Regions from separate parts of the Urocitellus parryii genome. Here region 1 is linked to region 2. The links are chromatin contacts, called in public Hi-C maps. All regions are on one chromosome and are shown on one strand. Each heading gives the region's core, a stretch centred on a gene start, on an enhancer-like site or on the middle of the called end of the contact. The rest is flanking DNA. Distances are from core to core; before and after follow the strand shown. Region 1 holds the start of Ccdc90b (coiled-coil domain containing 90B). Region 2 holds the start of Rab30 (RAB30, member RAS oncogene family).

Evidence for each region. A called contact is a pair of places that touch in the nucleus more often than the background predicts.
Region 1: a contact with region 2 is called in a Hi-C map of liver, with 4 times the contacts expected there. The contact joins the promoter of Ccdc90b here to the promoter of Rab30 in region 2. A contact is called at or near these places in 2 of 2 Hi-C or Micro-C datasets (liver and muscle).

Annotation. Positions count from the first base shown.
Region 1 is chr4:73,280,732-73,283,431 of mUroPar1.hap1, reverse strand. It overlaps Ccdc90b (coiled-coil domain containing 90B), which reads left to right and starts at 1,252. Exons shown (of 9, transcript XM_026384707.2): 1 at 1,252-1,729. The coding sequence starts at 1,630.
Region 2 is chr4:73,098,633-73,101,332 of mUroPar1.hap1, reverse strand. Rab30 (RAB30, member RAS oncogene family) reads left to right here and starts at 1,274. Exons shown (of 5, transcript XM_026384726.2): 1 at 1,274-1,494. LOC113179962 (a long non-coding RNA gene) reads right to left here and starts at 1,116. Exons shown (of 4, transcript XR_013343500.1): 1 at 992-1,116; 2 at 531-600; 3 at 1-152.

The sequences.
Region 1 (2,700 bases), core at 3-2,502, 180 kb before region 2:
TCTACAGAATGTTTTAAGACTGAGGAAAAGATCAAAATTTGAAATGTGAAGCATATTTCTATTGAATACATATCCCTTTACACCACCAAATCACAAAATTATATATCAAACTATTCTAAGTCCGAAGCTGTATTAAATGCATTTTAAGATATGTTATTTTCAGTTTGCAATGGGTACAGGGCTGTAACACCATGGAAAGTAAAAAAATGTGTCAATTTTGCTGTCTCTAAGACAATAAATCCATGTTGTCATTAAGTTTAAAATACTTGATGACTGCATAAATATCAACTTGAGACATTTCTGTGAGTTATTGAATCATTTTTAATAGATTATTTCCAATTTTATGACTAAATAACATCAAAATACTCATGATCTTATAATACCTTACATACGTGATTATTTTCTTAAGATAGCTTCTTAGACATAAAACTCTGGTATTACTTTAGAGTTTCATATATATCATTGTCATATAATAACATACATTATGTTAATTTCATAATAATTTTCTCACATTAAGGATTATCATTTTTAAAAATGATAGGTAAAATAGCATATCTTGATTTGGGCACACCTCAATTTTTTATATATATATTTTTTAGTTGTAGTTGGAGACAATATTTTATTTATTTTTATGTGGTGCTGAGGATCGAACCCAGCACCTTATAAGTGCTAGGCGAGCGCTCTACCGCTGAGCCACAACCGCAGCCCCCAAACCCAATTTTTAAAAGAGCTATTTATATCTCTCTCCATGAATTGTCTGTTAAAATAAGTACTGGCGGAATTAAAGTTTTGTTCTTTAATTATGCTACAGGGCTTAGATTGGTACTTGTTAAGTAGTCCTCGCGAAGTTTTGAACATAGGTAACCTAATTAATCGCTAAAATCCTAAAGATTGTGAACCATTTTAGGATCTATATTAAAGCCTCCGAACACAGTTACTGTACATTATTTTCAGCATTTTATCATATGAAGCAAGGCCGGAGTAACTGAGGTCTGGGAGATAAAGAATGGAAACTATGCCCACCCAAGAAAAGCGGAGGAAATCCGTTTTCCTGAGGAGAGGCACCACACGGTCTAAAACAGTTAGTCCTCCAGTGCTACAGAGGGCGAAGCAGCAGGGCGTGAAGCAGCAAGAACGCGCCCCGAGCGGGACAACCAAGCTTCCCAGACAGTGGCGTGGGCTACGTGCTACGCATTCCCCAGAACGCTTCGCGGCCGCCGACTGCAGGTCCCCGACTGCTGTGCATTTAGATAGTTGGGTCGGCCACCATTCCGCAGGGCGTAATGGCCGCCGCCCATATGTGGGGAGACTGCTGTTGGATTATATTTGATGTCAAAAAACAGGTGCCAGAATGTTCTCCGAGATCCCGTTTTCTTAGGGCGGTGAAGGCATACATAGGTTGGGACGAAGTGATGGGAAAAGTAGGGCCTCTGAACTATGCTAGTGGATTGTAGGTCCTACTGGGGGAAAAAACACCCTTCGCGGGATCCAGGTTCGAATACCCGAAGGGCGTGACAGACCGGAAACTACATTTCCCAGCATTCTTGCGGTACCAGAACTATTCCCGAAAGCCTAAGCGAGCTCCAGCCGGTTTTCCGCTTCTTCTGGCCTACCGGACATCTCTGGAACATGAGGAGTCGCTGCATTTGGCGGCTCCTGCGGTCTGGAGGCAGCGGGGGCCACTGGGTTTCAACTCCCCGCGGGCGTTTCTCGCCGGCCCTGCGGAGAGGTGAGCTGGGGTATCGTGCCACGATGCCTAGAGTACTGTCTAGAGAGATGATTCCGGTGGGTCGCGCCCGCTGGGGTTAGCCGGAGGCAAGGGTGCCACGCCTTCCTCCTGCCATGTCTGGCGCTGGCAACCCCGCTGCCCTGGCTCACCGCTGGGGACTGGAACGCGTAAGACAGTACTGGGAAGTGGCCGCCTTCCTCTTCTGAGCTCTTCTTTTTTTCTGTCACATGAGGCCAGTAATTTCGTTGGTCTGTCTGGAGCAAACGTGATCTGTGTGTGGGGAAACCCTTATTTCTTTTAGGACCCGTTCAGAAATAAGTCTCTTCAGTTGTTGGTCTGTAACCTAAGTTTTTGGTAGACCGCGCACACGTATCTGGCACACGTACATGTTCAGTCCTTTACAATCACATAGTAGCCATTAAAATAAATAAAAGCTGGCACCAACAAGTTTAGAACTATTTGGTACTTCTGTTCGCAGTGTGTCCTGAAGAACATCTGACTTTGATAAATATTTACAGGGTTGTGTGTTGTGTTTTTTTTTTCCCAACTTTTTCAATTTTTTTGACTCTTTAAAAAGGTTTTCCACAAAGTAGACACTTCATACCAACATTAGCATTCTCTGTGCACCTCGTGAATCTTTTGTACTAGGTTAACTGAGACAGTACACAAACACATCTCTCCCACCTCCACGTTGTGTTGTTTTTTTGTTTTGTTTTTTCCTTTGACACAATGACACCAGTTGCAGTCAAAAACCTGTACTTGTTGATCCTCCATCTGTAAGCTTGCTGTTTAGCTGCCAGGATCATTCAGGAAGTTTTCCATTACATAGTTTGGGTGTTGAACATATATACACATTGTGATGGTAACAGTTTTCAAACCCTGATAAATCTCATCTTTGTAAACTTTGAGAGATAACCTTAATATTTAAATGAAATTTAAAAATTAAACATTTTAAGAGACTAAACTTTGAA
Region 2 (2,700 bases), core at 25-2,524:
ACCCCCCAAAGCCACAGTTAATTCTGTTCTCAGAATAAAGTGCAAAAGGGAGAAGTGGGTGGGGGAAGCACAGATAACAGCATTTTCTTTAACCCTTGAGACACCCTCAGCAGGAAATGAAATTTCCCATCTTTCCATAGTGTAGACAGACTCTGGAAAAGAACAAACATACAATTCTGTTTTAGTAACACAATTGGGAAAAAAAATACAGTTCATTTAAGAGACTGGGCAAAATGACTTAAAAGTTCTTAAAGCAGTCATACGTATGGAATACCACATAGTAAATGAATTTTTAAAATAAACCGGCAATCCATGTTAATCAACTTAGCATCCACTTCGTTTATCCAAGAACCAGTGTTACTCCGGATCAGTTCACCCGCCCTCGGTAAGCCTATAAATAATATGCCCTTTCAACCTCCCTGCTTTCTCCAGTCAGTGAGTTGTCGTTCAACTGGGTGTTTCTCCTTTAGGCTGCTCCATGTTTTTTTCTCATCTTCAAGGCCAAAGCAATGTTCCCTTCTATCCCGTACCTTCCAATAACGGTTTCTTTTAAGACCTTTGCAAATCACTTCCGTATGAGAAATAAGTGAAGGCCCAAACCTAGTAGAGGGGGCATGATTGTTGCAAATAAATAGCAAGAAGACACAAATAAGGACAAAGTTTCTCCCAACTCCTTGGGTGGAAGCCGGCTTCTCCATCTAAAGGCGCGCGGGTCGCCGCCAGCACCTCAGCAGAGGCATCCACCGCGACGGTCCTGCTAGCCAGTCTAAGGGAGCCTCCACTCCCAGAAGTAAAACAACTCCTTCAATCCCTTAGAAAATGGGGCGGGAGGCGTGGGGCTCCATGCAACCCTGCAGGACCGTGAGGCGGAGGCTCACTCGGCCTCCATAAAGATGCCACCCCCAGTTGGACCCGCAGGACATCAGTCCCCAGGGCGGCTTCCACCCGGCTCCCCACCGGATCGGGGCCCAAGGTTCTCCCATCGGCTTACTCTCCACCTCACCGTCCCCACCGCACCACCACTCGGATCCCGCGCTCCCTGAACCTCCGCGCCGGTCCGTGGAGTCCTCCCGGCACTCCTAACATGGCGGCCGAGTCGCCTCCGCTCCCTCGCTCGGGCGCGTCCGACCTTGGCGCATTTTGGGCATTGTAGTTCCGGAGGTAGACTCGGTGTCTCTCCCGGACGCAAGAAGACTACCATACCCAGAATGCACCTCTCCCGAGCATGGCTATTGGGGCCGCTTTGGACAGAGGGATGATGTCATTGCAAAAACCCCACTGCATTCATTGTGCTACGGTCTATCCACCCCCCTACTGCTGCTGGGCTTGCGATTGCCGCTCGCTCCAGCTGAGCTCAGAGTAGCAGCAGCACTAGGGCAGGGACCGACTCCAGCCCTTGGACTTAGGACATCGCAGTACCTTCCCTTGCGTGCGTGACTCTTTCCCACATCATTTCTGTTTATGCCTGGGGTGGGGAGAAAAATCCCAAACCAGGTGAGTTAAAGTGATTTATTCAAATGGTCCTCCCAAGTTATTCCTCCCGCTTAGTTCTTAAGGCTTTCTTTTGGGAAGATGGGGGCGGGGGGAATTGGAGGTTCTCACGGGCGCTGCTAAGGGAAAAGCTCTGTGCAATTTGGGTCACTGCAAAGAACTCCAGTAACGTACACCCGCCAGAGGACCGGTGCCTGCCAATTCCCTCGTCGCAACTCCCCTCAACCTTTTGAGGCTGGCAGAGGGGGCTGGGCTGGGAAGGATGTTGGGAAGTGCTCTTGGAAAATCAGAGGAGGGCAGAGGTGGGGGACTGCAGTCCTGTCACAGTGCTGAGGTTTGAGTGGGAAGGGGTGATGCGTGGGGAGAAATGGAGACAGTGATTTAATGTGGTCGCACTACTTTAGAACATTTATATGTCGCTTGGACGAGCACACGCTATTCATTTTAAAGAGGTGTATGTTTCTTTTTGAGCAGCTTAAGTTTCGTAGGGCTTTATTTTATGTGTGTATGCCTATGCCGTTTGTCTCTCCTTTTCTGCTGATTTGAGGTGACAGTGTCCTTTAATGGTGCACTCCGTGCTAGTCAGAAACATTTCACGTGTCTGAGGAAGGTTCTGTTAGGCTGCTGGAAGCAGCATTTTAAAGTGTTCTCCGTTCTCCTGACTGCAGGATTCGGGATTGTTTGGAAGTGGAGCCGACAGATTTGTGCTTGTGTGAGTGTTTTAAATTACATTGCAATAGGCTCCTTGCCACTGACAATGGTACCATAATGAGCTGCTGTTTCCCGAGGCACAGTCACCACTCACAAATAACGGTTTGCAGACGGGATCGATTAGGGAAACCCGGGTTTATTTTAACACGTTAGGGAAAGGGAAAGTTAGTGTTATCAACCTTCATTTGCCATTGCTGATAGGAAGAGTGATCATGGCCAGGGAAGCCAAGGAGCATAGTGGTGTTGTGCTCAGTTTGATGGTAGTGGTTGTTTTTAAACAAACTAACACATTTAATAGGGGAATAAAAGCATACAGAGCTTGTATGATGTTGGCTGTCTTTTAAGAGGTAAAGAGATGATCAGTGCAATAAATATGTTACTTTGAGATAAACAGCTGGCAGACTCTAGAACAGATGGGGCCAGTCTTAGCAGAGAGATTTACAACCTTGGAAATGAATGGACCTGGGGTCAACCACACCCCCTCTTGGAATGTCAAAA